Regions from separate parts of the Sus scrofa genome. Here region 2 is linked to region 1. A link is a contact called in public Hi-C data. All regions are on one chromosome and are shown on one strand. Each heading gives the region's core, a stretch centred on a gene start, on an enhancer-like site or on the middle of the called end of the contact. The rest is flanking DNA. Distances are from core to core; before and after follow the strand shown.

The links. Hi-C and Micro-C count contacts between places; a contact is called where the count stands out from the background.
Region 2: a Hi-C map of omental adipose tissue shows a contact between it and region 1, with 1.8 times the contacts expected there. The contact joins two enhancer-like sites. A contact is called at or near these places in 3 of 47 Hi-C or Micro-C datasets (mesenteric adipose tissue, omental adipose tissue and subcutaneous adipose tissue).

The regions. Positions count from the first base shown.
Region 1 is chr1:136,544,024-136,550,946 of Sscrofa11.1, reverse strand. All of the region lies in intron 2 of SCG5 (secretogranin V), which reads right to left. Among named protein-coding and RNA genes, the nearest start is that of SCG5, 21 kb to the right of the region's middle. Within about 2 kb of position 4,011, at least 7 of the 83 cell types and tissues checked have an H3K27ac peak or open chromatin away from gene starts, as enhancers often do. A contact at or near this core is called in omental adipose tissue, where this site is marked.
Region 2 is chr1:136,846,828-136,854,087 of Sscrofa11.1, reverse strand. It overlaps FMN1 (formin-1), which reads left to right. Exons shown (of 22, transcript XM_021098316.1): 15 at 845-991; 16 at 2,089-2,148; 17 at 5,918-6,038. Among named protein-coding and RNA genes, the nearest start is that of GREM1, 230 kb to the right of the region's middle. Within about 2 kb of position 4,742, at least 6 of the 83 cell types and tissues checked have an H3K27ac peak or open chromatin away from gene starts, as enhancers often do. A contact at or near this core is called in omental adipose tissue, where this site is marked.

The DNA.
Region 1 (6,923 bases), core at 2,762-5,261:
AAGAATCCGGCGTTGCAATGACCTGTGGTGTAGGTCTCAGATGCGGCTAGGAGCCCATGTTGCTGTGGCTGTGGTGTAGGCTGGCAGCTGTAGCTCTGATCAGGGAACTTCCATATGCCTCAGGTGTGGCCCTAAAAAGACCAAAAAATAAATAACATAAAAGCTTCTCAGGAGATTCTGGTTATCCATCAGGTGAGAAAACTGCTTTCTAGGTAGCTTTCTCTAGCCTAACAGGCCTGGTAATGCCACAGTACTTGAAACAGTCTATCTAGCTGCCCTGATGCCTCTTGTTACAAAGTCAGCTGGGACAGTGTCAGCTGGGGCAAGTAATACCAGCCCAAGAACAGCCCTATCACCAAAGCCTACCCACTGAAGACTCCCTTACAGGAAGGGTCCAGAGTGGACAAATCTAGAGGGACAGAAAGGAGATTAGTTGAGGCCAGGGGCTGGGAAAGGGGAATAGGAAGTGAAGGGAGCAGGAGAGGGGGCAGAGATGGGGATAGGGTGATGGCTAAGGGGAATGGCCTTTCTTTGGAAGGTGATAAAAATGTTCTAAAGTTGGTTGTGGTGATGTGACTATGCTGAAAACCAATAAAGTGTATGCTTTAAATGGGTGAATTGTATGGTATGTGAATTATGTCTCAATTAGTAAATAAACAAGTAAATAACCAGCCCTAACCTTCCCTTCCTCCTCTGCACACACACATAAACACACACAGACGCAGACACACACGTACCATGCCAACACGGGATCACAAGCAGTTTACTTACAAATACTCAATGAGTGAATGTCCTAGAGTTTGACCAGCACTCAGCAGCTTATCACCTCACTCACTTGTTAACACCTTCTCTGCCCACCCCACCCCCCCACCCTTCCTGCACCAGATAGCAAATGGTCCTGGGCCAATGGCACCACCTGGTGGCCATCACAGGAACTCTCGGACCAGGTATTTCTGAACATCTCTCTCACCATTGGAGGACCTCAGGCATAAGCTATTCTCTTTTCTTCTGCCAAATTCAGGGTTCAGTTAATTCTAATTTAGGTAATCTCCAATTTATACACAAGAATTCCTTTCCACCTCTTCTCCCAATCCTTGCCCAGAGTTCAACCCCTCTATTGCTGCTAAAAACTTAAGGAATTTCAGTTACAAGTCTGCCTTGTGAAAAAGGCAAGCAGTAAATCTTAGACACAATTAAGTCTACTAATTAATCTACTAACAATGCAACTCATTAACAAATGTCTTGGAGAATAATAAAAGCAAATAGTTATATAATAGAAGGGTGGTCTATGTGGTTGGTAATCAAATAAATACAAACTAAAACAATGAGATGTCATTTTTGCCGGTCAAAAGATTTAAAAAGGTAATGCTCATAGTTAACAAGCCGGCTGAGATTCCTACAAACAGAGGAAGAGAGAGCCCAACATTAACAGAAATCAATTTGACAGTATGTAGGAAACAGAGTCTAAAAATATGCATGGAACATGACCCACTTTTTCTTTTCATAGAAATATATACCCTAGAGAATTTATCAGGAATCTACACAAAGATTCATGTGCAAATATGTCCACTGAAGCAAAGCTTTTGCTGGGGACAAATTGGAAAAACTAAATGTCCAATATTTGTGGAATGCCTAACTAAACTGTGGGATAAACATAGGATATAATCCAATTAGTAAAAATAATTACAGCAATGCTTTTAATGTATGAAAATGGTCTTGACAACATATTAGGTATAAAAATCCACGTTAAAATATTTATAGTATGTTTTCTTGGGGAGTTACAACTGAGGCATGCAGAAGTTCCCTGGCCAGAAATTGAACCCATGCTACAGCAGTGACCTGAGCCACAACAGTGACAACACATCGTCCTTAACCACTAGGCCACCAGGGAACTCCTACAGTATGATTTTTTTTACTACACACACACACACATATATATATATACACATAGAAAGAGAGCCTGGAAAGAAATGCACCAAACGTTGAAAGTAGGTATTTCTAAGTGGTAAGATTGTCAATAATTTATTTTCTGAATCATCCACAATGGCCTTTATCAATTTTATAATACAAACAATTAATATAAACATAAGTAAGCCAGCCACAGAGAGTCTTTAAAGGTACCACAAATTGCCTTCTGAATGCACTGCAGCAGGAAAAAATAAAGCCCACAGAGAACTGGTTCTCCACAAAGGGTGATGTTGGTTGGCAGGGGATAATATTATTGCGGGTTGTCACAAGTGGCAGGGGACATTATTATGGGTTGGCGATGCTGGTGTTCTGGAGGCATGGAGGGGGCAGATGTCAGGGATGCAGGCCCCACAACCAAGAATTCCATGGCCCAATGTCATGGGTGCTGAGAGTGAAAGCCATGCTCTGGAGTCAAAATCATGATGTGAATCCAGACCCTCAGCCACATCAGATGGTCAGTCCTGGCCAAGGTCTCACCCACTCTACACCCCAACCTACCCTTGTGAGGGGGAAGCACAGGATTTCTTAGTTAAAAAATAACTACATATGGAGTGTCTGGTACATAGAAGGCACAAAATAAATTATTGGTTGTCCTCCTAGAACCACATTTAAAGAAAGAACATGATCACATATTCCATTTTGTGTTTCCTTCTGTAGGTATCAAAAGAGAGTGCTTCCTAACCTTTAATTAAACTAAATTGCCCTCTTTCAAAGGGTACTTGACTTTGGGAGTCAAGCCAGTTTCGAGGTGCTGTGCTCTCCCTGGATTCTAGAGCTTTACAATCAGATTGGCAGGGTGAAAATGTGGGTCTATCCAAAACTCATAGAGGCAAATGTTCTAAGTACCAGGGCTAATGCAAGTGAGAAGTTGATGTCCTGTCCTGGCACTGCCCACTGGGTCCACCTGGGACCAAAAGGCTGGGCCCAGAGGAGGACACCAGGCACCAAAGGACACACAGATGTTGTGTGTGCATCTCTTATCGAACAAAGCAACAGGTGAATGCATTTGATTTTCTTGCACTTTTCCCCTCTCCAATGAATGATTTGAGCTCTATTTATAAATATGCTTGGAGAAATTAAAAATTATCTGGAAATAGCAGAAGTCTAAACCTATATTCCTACTGCTTCTGCATCAAAAGAGCCTTGGTACCACTTGCGGCAATGGAGATCCCATTGGTTGCCGCTCAACTCCTCTGCTTAAATTGGAGCAAGGCTGATGGGCATCCACATGCTCTCCTGGCTGCTGTAACTGGGGGGTTAGAGATGTGACTTGTCTTGGACCACAGATGAACACACTGAAGCAAGGCTGGGAGGCCTGGCTGGGGAGGGGCGCTGGGGAGAAAGCTGTGTGGATACCAGCAACTTACTCTGCTCACAGCCAGGATCTGGAATGCTGAGCGCAAGCTGACCACTCCCTGCCTGCAGTCACGTCTTGCTGTCACAGCCCAGACCCCTAGGCACCACAGCTCTGCATGTGAAAAAAAAAAAAAAAAAAAAAAAAAAAAAAAAAAGCCAGAGGCGCTGACCAGGCTCCAGCGTGCTGTATACAGACCTCCTTCAATGAGAACCAACTGCCAAAAATTCTCTTCACTGACCACACATGCAAAAAAAAATTCTTCTGATATTAGTATAATGTATCATTTACTGTCAGAAGAACTGCTTTTTCCTCCCTTGCCTTCGGAAACATTTCTAGGCCATAGCACCTGCATTGTTGCCATATTTTTGCACAGTCCAGTGACCAAGGAGTATTTAGAGTCTGCACAAACTCAACAAATGGTGTCTCCCATCATCTGCTGAAGGATTGGAAAAAAAAAAAAAAAATGAGGCAGAAGTGACCCGCTGGTTCGGTTCAGAAGACAGGCATCTCTGTAGTTTACAGCAAAGGGGCTCCTCCCAGCAGGCCCGTCCACTCCTACTGCCCAAGAGGAAAACGTTAGTCAACCACATCTTGTCCAAACAGGGCTGGGCTTGTTGACACAGGCTGCCGAGCTCTCGCGTACCAGGAAGATGGCACCAGGAAGGTCCCTTGAGCCTCCTCAGGGCAGGCCAGTCTCCTGGACTGACTGTCTCCTTCACCACAATCTGTCTCATGCAAAGATAAACTCTGACAGGCTAGTGGGGGCGACAACCAGGAGGGCCCCGAGCCGGCCCCCGATCCCTGCTTGGAAGGGCCCTGGGTGAGTGTCACTCCATCCTGATCAGACCGAATGCCATGTACTCTGCACCCCCCGGTGGGACCAGTGTTCCCCACAGTACTGGGAGGGGTCAGTGTCTGGCCCCCTGGGAGCTTCCGAGTCAGTGTGTCCAAACAAATAACCCCACAGACGCGGGTGAGAGGGAAGGACTGGGGGTTGGGGATTGGCATATGCACACTGAGGTATATGGAATGACTGGCCCATGGGGACCTGCTGTATGGCACAGGGAACTCTACCCAATATCTTGTGATAATCCATGTGGGAAAAGAATCTGAAAGAGAATGAATGTGTGTATACATATGACTGGGTCACTTTGTTGCACAGCAGAAATGATCACAGCCTTGTAAATTAATTATACTTCAATAAAACTTAAAAAAATGAAAATCAAAAAATTTAAAAAAATAATAAAATCGTCATCTAATACTAAAAATAAATAAATAAATAAATAACCCCACAGGGAAAGTGGAGCAGCTAGTAGAAGGAGCTGGTCTAGGGACCATCCAGCACATGCTGAGCATGGCAGGAGGCGTGTCTGCTCCAGTCCCCCTGTGACATCCATACATACTTTGTGACTGAAGAAACACCTGCCCCATCCCCGGAAGTCCCAATGGTGTTGGTGCCTAACTGCAAATGTATTTGACCAAAACCAAAAGAACTACCCAAGTCCCACTCCCACCTGCTACCTCGGCTGCCGTCAAAGGCATCTGCAGATGTGGGGCAGCCTTTTTATCTGCATGGAACACTCTGCAGACAAGGGGACAGGCTGTGTGAGGCAGGAACTTAGAGTCCCAACTGACATGGACAATGGGCTCCTGTCCTTAGATACTCTTTTTTTTTTTTTTTTTTGCCACACCTGCAGCATGCATAAGTTCCCAGGTCAGGGATCAAACCCGTGCCACACCAGTGACAACACCGAATCCTCAACCACTAGGCCACCGGGGAACTCCCCCCAGATACTCTTAAGTAGAGAAATGTGGCGACAATCTTAAAAGTGTCCAGCCTTCTTGCCACCCTCTATTTGATCCCCAACCACTCTGCACTCAACACATTCTAGATAACGAGTCTATTTCCTCCCACCTCTTCATGCCTGAAACTAAGCCCCCATGATCCACGTGACCACCTCCTCAAGGGCATGCAGCTAAACTCCACTTGACCTGAGAAGGCTTCCCTGAGGCCAGAGCCTTACTTCCCTCCAGAGCTCCTGTCATGGTGACTATCTCAACCACAACCTGGGCTCACAGCTTCTATCTTGGCATGCTGTACGTGTGTCTTTCAACATTTATATCTGTCCCTTTTCCCTTACATCTTTTTTTTTTTTTTTTTTTTTGGACTGCACTGCACCTATGGCATGGGCATGAGGAAGTTCCTGGACTAGGGACTGAACCTGAGGCACAGCAGTGCCAACACCAGATCCTTAACCCACTGAGCCACCAGGGAACTCCCAAGACCTAAGCTCCTTAAACAAGGGAGGCTCTAATCACAATAAGAGAACATGGGCCCTGCTACTCCTCTTTGCATCTCCTGGTCCCTGTTTGTATCACACCCATTCAGCCGACCCACCCCTGGAGTGAGGGGTGTGTGACACCTGGTTCCTGACCTTGCTGTGTTTTCACCTTCAAACAACTCTAGAGGCCTTGAGACTGAAGCACCAATGGAAAAGGCATCCAGGGATGGAGAAGTGAGAAGAAAGGCAGTTCAATCCTGCTCTGTCCCCGACTCAGTAAAACCACTCAATTCCTTGGGTCAGTTTAACCTTTACTATAGGTTAAAAGAAGATGAAGCCTGACTCTCTTACCTATTTCACAAAGATCCCAAGCAAATAAGTTAGATGTGTGCTGGCTGTTTTTCAAATGTATCAAGGCCACAGTTCCTGGCATGTGGTAGGCATTTTATAATTATTTATTGAGTAAAAATGGAAATGAAAAGATGATATTTTGATAGGATGCATGGCTCACGGTAAGTGCACTAATCATGACCTGCCAGACACACCAGCACGTGGACAGCCGGCTCTCAAGCCACTGAGAACACGCTTTCCAACCCATCCACACACCACCCTTAGGCCAACATCTCTTATGTGGACACGACCAAGCTTTGCTCTTGGCTTGGCAACTGACTAAATTGTCTTCTTGACTTTGAAGATACTTCTATACCAATGTCATGGTCAAAAAACAATAGCATGGTTGAGTTTGGAGAAGTTGCCACTTACTGTTTTTCAGGAAACATCCATCCTCACTACAGTCTGAGGTTCTGAACTCTCTATTTATTTATTTATTTTGTCTTTTGGGGGCTGCTCCCATGGCATATGGAGGTTCCCAGGCTAGGGGTCAAATTGGAGCTGTAGCTGGTGGCCTACACCACAGCCACAGTGATGTGGGACTCAAGCTGAGTCTGTGACCTACTCCACAGGTCATGGCAACACCGGATCCTTAATCCACTGAGGAAGGTCAGAGATCACACCTGTGTCCTCATGGATATAGTTGGGTTCATTAACCACTGAGCCACAACAGGAACTCTAAAGGTTCTGAACTCTTAAGGTCAACACTGATAGGCAGCAGAGCACTTTGTCAGGTGGTGGGGGTTAGGCAGGGAGAGAACTAGTTCCTCCAAAGTTTAGCATGCAACTCTTGTAGGCAGTTTACCCAAGTCAAGCCTAGGAGGACACGGGGGAAAAGGAACAAGGAACATAGGACATGACCATAGATATGACCATCTTCCAGCCCTGAAGCCATTCACATCTGGAGATATATATGTGGTAGGATG
Region 2 (7,260 bases), core at 3,493-5,992, 300 kb before region 1:
TTTTTCCTTCCACCGTACAAAAGATTTCAATAATAAATATTACCTAAGTATATAATTTGCACCCTCTAATAACACTCTAAAAGGCAGAAGCAGAGTCAGCTTAGAACTGCCCTTGGCTTGCTTTCTTTAGCCTAAAATAAAGGAAACTAAAGTCAATTAAAACTATAGATAAGGGGAAAAGTATCAATTTGAAGAAAATTTGCACATGGAACACAGAGAGATGAAAAACCAAGGAGATGGAGAGCTGAAGAAAACCCCAGGCAGCTCGAAATTGTAAAAGTTAATAGACAAATCAGCAAACACTTCATAAACACAGCCTATGGCCTTGAAGTACATTATTGTAGTTCACCTCTGAGGGTTATTTCCAGGGATAAGGAAGAATAGGCTAGCTATTACATCTACCCAACATTTAATCATGCTGTTTACATAGATACACAGTCCAAAACCAGATCTTCAAATGATCTTAAACCCCTTTCCACTTAAAAGCCATCAAATACAAAGGCTAACTGTAACAACTCTCGATTTTCAATTTCTAAATCCTTTAAAATAAGTACTTAAGAAACAAAACTGGCTGAAAGGAAATATAAATACCAATACGTAATATTCAGTATTAAAACATGCACAGTTTGTCATTCATTGAAAGGATAGAAAATGATGGCTGTTAACGTATTTTTTTAAAGACACTTACGGCTTCAAGAAGTATATATTCCATTTCACCCGATGTAAATCCAGTTGGTAATGGCCAGCACACAGCCTCTGGGGTACTCAGTGAGTATTTGCTGTTGAATGAACGTAGGTACGCTTGGAGTTCAGCTTTTGTAATAATGGGGGTTTGCCTTCCCAGGGCTTGCTGCACATGAAGAGTGTGAAGGATATTTTAGCTCTCATTCTTGCTTTTGGAAATTATATGAATGGAGGAAATAGGACTCGAGGACAAGCAGATGGATATAGCTTAGAAATTCTGCCCAAACTCAAGGACGTCAAAAGTCGGGTATTTATTTATTTTTTGTAATGAATGTCTATGGTCTGCCTATTTTCCTTGTGAACCTTCCATTAAAAAAAAAAAAAAAATGTTCCTGGTTGTTCTATTCACATCTATTCTCCCCCTAACAGTTCATTTTTTCCTTCGATTTCTTTTGAATAAAAATAAGTTTTTCATGTTTGATCTTCTTTTGATGCCCAAGTCCCCAATATTTGTCTGCTCGAAAACACACAATTAGAAGTTGGCCCACCATGAGAGAATAAACAGATAGCCTGCAGTATTAGCTACAGCACAAGGCTCGAGTCTGTCTGAATTTGGTCTTAACTGCTTGTAATTTACTCACTCCTGAGTAGCAGGCAGCATAGAATCCCCAGTAGAGCTGAGCTTTTGCATTATTCTTCAGCCCACAACAATTGGGCTGGGGGGTCTACTGTCAAACCCTCCCAGCCTGATTATCACTTGGCTCCACACCCCTGCAGAGCCACCTCTTTAGAATCAACCAGCCCATATCTGGGCATCCCATGGGGAGCCAGGGGGAGCAGAGGGAGGGGAAACACAGGGGCAAATTAGAATTAGACCCACGTGAACAAGACACAAAGGCTGCCTTGTGGGAGGGCCTGCTCTCCCCTGGCTTCCCAGGGTCATAAAGTGGCCGGGTGTTCCTTTTAAGCCATCCTGATTGTTTTTCACGCCATTAAGAACACACATTTTTTTTGAAAGGTGGGAAGGGAGGGACGGTTTTCTGTTCTAGTCTCTGGTTCCCTTTAGCACTCCCCTCCCTTCTTGGCTTTATGCCAGAAAATATTGGGACAGTGTTGTGCTTGGTTTTGGTTCTTAGCCACTACCTCAGAGGTCTTAGGGATTATCTGTTTCTTTTATTCCCCTCTACAAAGAATAGTGAAAGGTCATTTCTTTGCATAGATGTCCAAAAAATTAAAAGGGTGGGACAAGGGGGAAAGAACAAATTTTGCCAGTCTCAAACAGAATTAGGACCAGGGATCACAAATTAAAAGCATTAGAATTACAAAGTGAGATTTCAGCTCTTTGTATAATATAGCAGAGGCTCATATGAATGATTTTCATTTAAGCTTCTCTTTGAAACCTAGGATAATGGGATTAATCTGGTGGACTATGTCGTGAAATACTACCTGCGTTACTATGATCAGGTAAGAAATGGCATTATGTGGAAAACTACACTAATGGGGTTTCAACTCTTGCACATTGTTGGCATGTAGAAATTGGATGATGGATAGATGGATAAATTTCAAGTCCAACATAGAATATGAGAGCTATCCAGCCTCCTTGGTTTACAGATGGAAACACTGAAGCCAAGAGAATTTAGTTGACTCTTGTAAAGAGAAGCATTATTCAGTGGCACAAATCTCCTGACTCTTAATCCACTCTGTAACACAGCTTCAGAGAGACCCCAAGTTAACCCAGTGCCTTCTGACCAGATTGGGAGGTTCTTTGTGAAATCCATCTCCATTCAGAGTAATTGGTTGTATTAGAAACAAGATTCTGGGATGCAGACCAAAATTTAGAAAATTAAGATGCAGTAATACCCAATACTTTATCAGCCATGTTCATCTGTGAACAAGTTGAAGATGTGGAATTTGAAATTCATCCTCTCTGCTTAGATTCCATTGGCAATTAGAAAGAAAAATTTCTGTGAGAATCCACCTAAGCACAATTTTCTGTGCTTTATTCCTTCTCATTAAATGGAGAACAAGGAGTCCTCACTTTGAGAAGAAAGAGGTAGTGTTGTAAGTTGTTGAGAAACCCAGCCATCCATAAATGGAAAAAGTCTCAGGGAAATGTTGTCAGGAGTCCTGCTTAACTCTCCACAGAAGCGGGAGTTTTTCCTCCGTGCCCTGAGGGAAGAAAAGTAAAGATTCCAGGGTCTTGTTTGCAGAAGGCCTACAGTTTCATGCAGAAGATGGGCTAAGCACTGAAGAAGTCTGTAGTTAGCTTTCCTACCTTCCATGTGGGTTTATCTAATTGTTGTCATGTAACTACCAGCTGGCTTACCATTTCCTTGTATGTAGATAACATTGAACAATTCCCTAGTGTCCCGGCAATGTTCATTGAGGTCCAGAACTTTTTGTAGTTTCATTTTTAGTGTCCATGATGTACGTGCTTGGTAAACACCTGCTGAGTTGTGTGCACTGTAAATATTCACAGGTGGATAATAAGTAGCATCTGTAAAGAACTAGGTGAGAGGTATCTTCTGGTAAAATGGAGCAGGTGTGTTGAACTTCGGGCAGTGTGTGCATACCCAGAGTTCTGAGTGTGCCCCACCAGTGGGGCAGAAGAATTATCCTGAAGAAACCTGAAGTGGCAGTTCTAATTTAAGGTTGGCATGAGCAGATTTACCTTGTGGCATCTGCCTCATCCAAGTGAGATGCACTGTGTAGAAAGGATGAAATTGCTTATGGAATTTGACTCTCATTGAGGAGAGGTGGGATGGACCTCACAGCAGGAAAGCTGACAGATTAGTTTCTAGCATGAGATTGTCCAGTTGAAGAAAAATAAGTCAACATTTGTGTGGTGCTCTCCCAGTTTTCACTGTGCAAAATGCACTTTGCTCAACCAGAGTACAGAATTACGGTATTTATTAAGCAATCCTGTCCCTCTTAGGAGCGTAAATAATGATTTTTGTGGTTAGTGGTGATGACAATTAGCAGAAGAAAGGTGTCTCCTGCTGCAAGCTTCCTTTCACTGATGCCTGATTTTTGGTGTAAGTCTCAGTCTATGTGAAGTTTAAAGAAACCCATGTAGGGCCATGTCTTTTGAACTCTAGTTGAGCAACTTCCTTAAGAGCTACTACCAAGCTGATTTCCTCAACAGCATTTTCTCTTTTTCTAGCTTACCAAAAAAAAAAAAAAAAAAAAAAAAAAAAGTTTTGAAAAACAGAAAGATACTTGCATGAATTCTTCCAGTGTATAGGGTTACCATGGAGTTTTGTGGCAAGCATCTTAGATGCTGTTTCATCTTGATACCTCAGACTAGGGTACCACTTCCATTGTTTATAAAGTAGTAAAGTACATGTCGTGGTCCCTGTGTGGGTTGGAAAATAATTTCTAGGCTCAGAGCGAGGTAAAGAGAAAGATGAGCTTATTGAGACAAGAAATGCTGCTAGCACAGTAGGCTGACTTTCTGATAATCAGGGAAAGGCAACCTCCAGTGGAGGTTTGATGCTGGTTTTTATAGCCGGGGGGTAAGGGAAAGGATGGTAGGGCCTCTGCTGATTGGCCGGGGTCTGAAATTTTCCTCATACCTGCTTGGGCAAGCCATTTCTTTATCAAAAGGGGGAGGAGCAAGCTTGCTAGGGCAAGCCACTTCCTTATCAGGAGAGAGCCAGAGCTGTCCAGAGTGTCAGGTTTTGTGTTTGGGCTGATATGCTGTGGCTTGTGTTCCATAATAAGTAGAGGAAAATAAATAGTACACTCATCACATAAAATATTTTTCCATTCAAATGAGGAAAACCACCCTCTCCTAGCATCCCAAGTGAGGCTAAAGGTCTTAAACGAAGAGGGGAGGGCCTGGGGAATTCTTGAAGAGACCAAGAATTAGATATTTCCTGCCAAAGGTACAAAATTCCCAGAACAGCATTGTATAAGCCTTCTGTAATGGCAGCAAACAAAGTATGTTGGTAGCTAGATAGGGCGTACTTGACCAAGAACAAGATACAGTGCCTACCTTCCTAGTGTTTATAGTCTAGTGGGGAAGACACACAAGCTAACAAGGTGACTTTATGTTACGTGCTGTGATAAGGGTAAGTAGCTGGGCTCTGGGAAACATTCAAGCACCAGAGCTTAGGGGAGATCTTTAAGGAAGTAATACTGTTTTGAGACTTGAAGGAGCAATATGAACAAGGGGGTGTGGGGAGGGGCTGGAGAAAGGTTGGAAAGGGACAGTTTTATAGACAAAGCCTAGAGGCAATAGATTGTGGCCTATTCTATTATTTCATGAAAGTTGAGGAGAAGAAGTTAGAGATAGGAGAAGGGAGAAATCAGGCTGGAGATGGAGACAGAGGCCAGATCATAAAATGCCTTGTAAAGCAGTTTTAGAGTTTGGAATTAGTCCTAATGGCAGTAGGGGAGATGGAATGTGAAGGAAAGCTGGCAGAGGAGGCTGTGTGGAGGGAAGAAAAACGAAAGACTGTCTGAGATATGCAAGATACAAAGCGTACATTTAAACAACTCAAGTAGAGAGCAAGCTGGACGGGAAAAGATATTCGAGGGGAGGCTGATCTCTCAGGGTGCACCCAGGTTGTGGCCCTCGAGATGTTTCTCCACTTAGATCCTCTACTGGGTATGGTTTTAGAGGTAGTCAAAACCCTATCCAGCCATGGCCTTGCAAATACATGCTAAGATAAGCCAAACAGCAGTAGGAAAATCTTTGCAGATGTGCAAAGAATTGCATCACACACTCACGTACGCACACACTTTAAGCTGCAGAGAAAGGTAGGTGAAAGCATACTGGATAATGATTGTTTCTTCTGCTGTGGTGCTGCTAATCCAGCACCTTCTAATTCACACCCATTGGCACACCCCAAAGATGAGTTATCTAATTGCTACCATGTGAAACTCAGTGGGGACTTTCAATTCAAGTAGTTTCATATGTTCTTCCCGTTCCTTTCTCCACGGGAAGAGAGTGGCTGAGATGAGGACATACCTGACCATTTTCTCTCTGATTCAAAAGGCAAAAGAAAACCCAGCCTATGCCATAGCCATGGCCAACTTCAGGGCCAAGAAGACCAAAACATCACTGAGAAAGACACAAAAGCTCTTCAAAGTAATCTGTCCCAAGTGAGGAATAGCAAAGGAACATTGTATGATTCTCATCTGACCATCCAATAAAAGATGGTTTGGAATTTGAACTGAAAGTGGCAACTGGGAAGTATAATGTGCTTTTGTTTACCGTACATTCTAGGAAGCAGGAACAGAAAAGAGCGTTTTCCCCCTGCCTGAACCACAAGATTTCTTTCTGGCCTCCCAAGTCAAATTTGAAGACCTTGTAAAAGATTTGCGAAAACTGAAGAGACAACTAGAAGGTAACAGGAACTGTTTTATTATGATGATAATAGATAAGATTTTTAACTGATTTAAGGGGGATTGTTTCTCTCTGGCTCATGGAATGGAGTTGGTGAGAGTTGCTACAATATACTCCCGTCCTCATGAAACTTTCCATCTCTATGTCCTATTTGGAGGCACTGTATTTACATACACATCTCTCTATTTTACTAGTGTTAATTAGTGCTTATTTATCTGCATCCTGTTGTACCTACATTTTCCAATGTATAGTAGATAAAATCTTAATAACAGCAATCTTTTGAATTCTTACTGTTGTGCTATAGGATTCTTCTAACAATCCAAATAAGCAGGAACTACACTAACCCCATTTTATAGATGAGAAAAGTGAGGCTTAGAAAAGCTTTTTCACATAGCCAGTGAGAGGCAGGTCAGGTCTGATTAGAAAATCTCATGCATTGCATTTTCTAAGTTAGTTTACTCTGCTGCCTTTCTCTCTCTCTCTCTCTCACACACACACTCTTACTCTCGCTCTGGCATACACATACATCCCTATATGTTTGGTTTATATATATGAGTCTAATAATGATAGCAAGACCCATTCTATTTTAGTTGCATTTACATTTTTAATTATCCAAAGCAAAATGCTGAAAGCCCTCTTTGGCTTTTTTAAAAGGTGAAAATATGTCTCTCTTGGGCAGGAATTTTCCTTTGGCATTTCTCGAGTCTTGTGTTTTCACTGTGGAGACATCTCCTTGTCCAAGAATATAAATACTTGCCTTGGAGCTTGTATAACTCCAATTGAAGAGCTCTACAGAGGATTTAGGGAGCGTGTTAATGTGGAAATGGAGCCCAGCGCGCCAAAAGCAGAGCTTGAGGAAATGAAGAGCTTGCACCAGGAATATTTTTACACGAAGACATAAAATAAACATTTTCAAAATGTTTATTGTGAAAGAGTGCTCAGAAATCTAAGTCTTAGACAGAGGACAGCTTGGAAATGGAAGTAAAATGGGAAAGATCTACTCCTGGTGCAGGGAGAGCCATTTATTTTTACTTTGGGCGTAAAACTTGCTTAAATAAGGATAGTGGTTACAAGTGAATATTTTTACCTTGTAAATTATTTTTAAAGGAACATGTGGATTTCTTTTCTTTTTTTTTTTTTTTTCTCCTCCCGTTGACGTGGGCGAGGAGCGTCAATTCAACCAAATGGATACTTGGTTCTGGAATGTGATACGTGAACTTGTG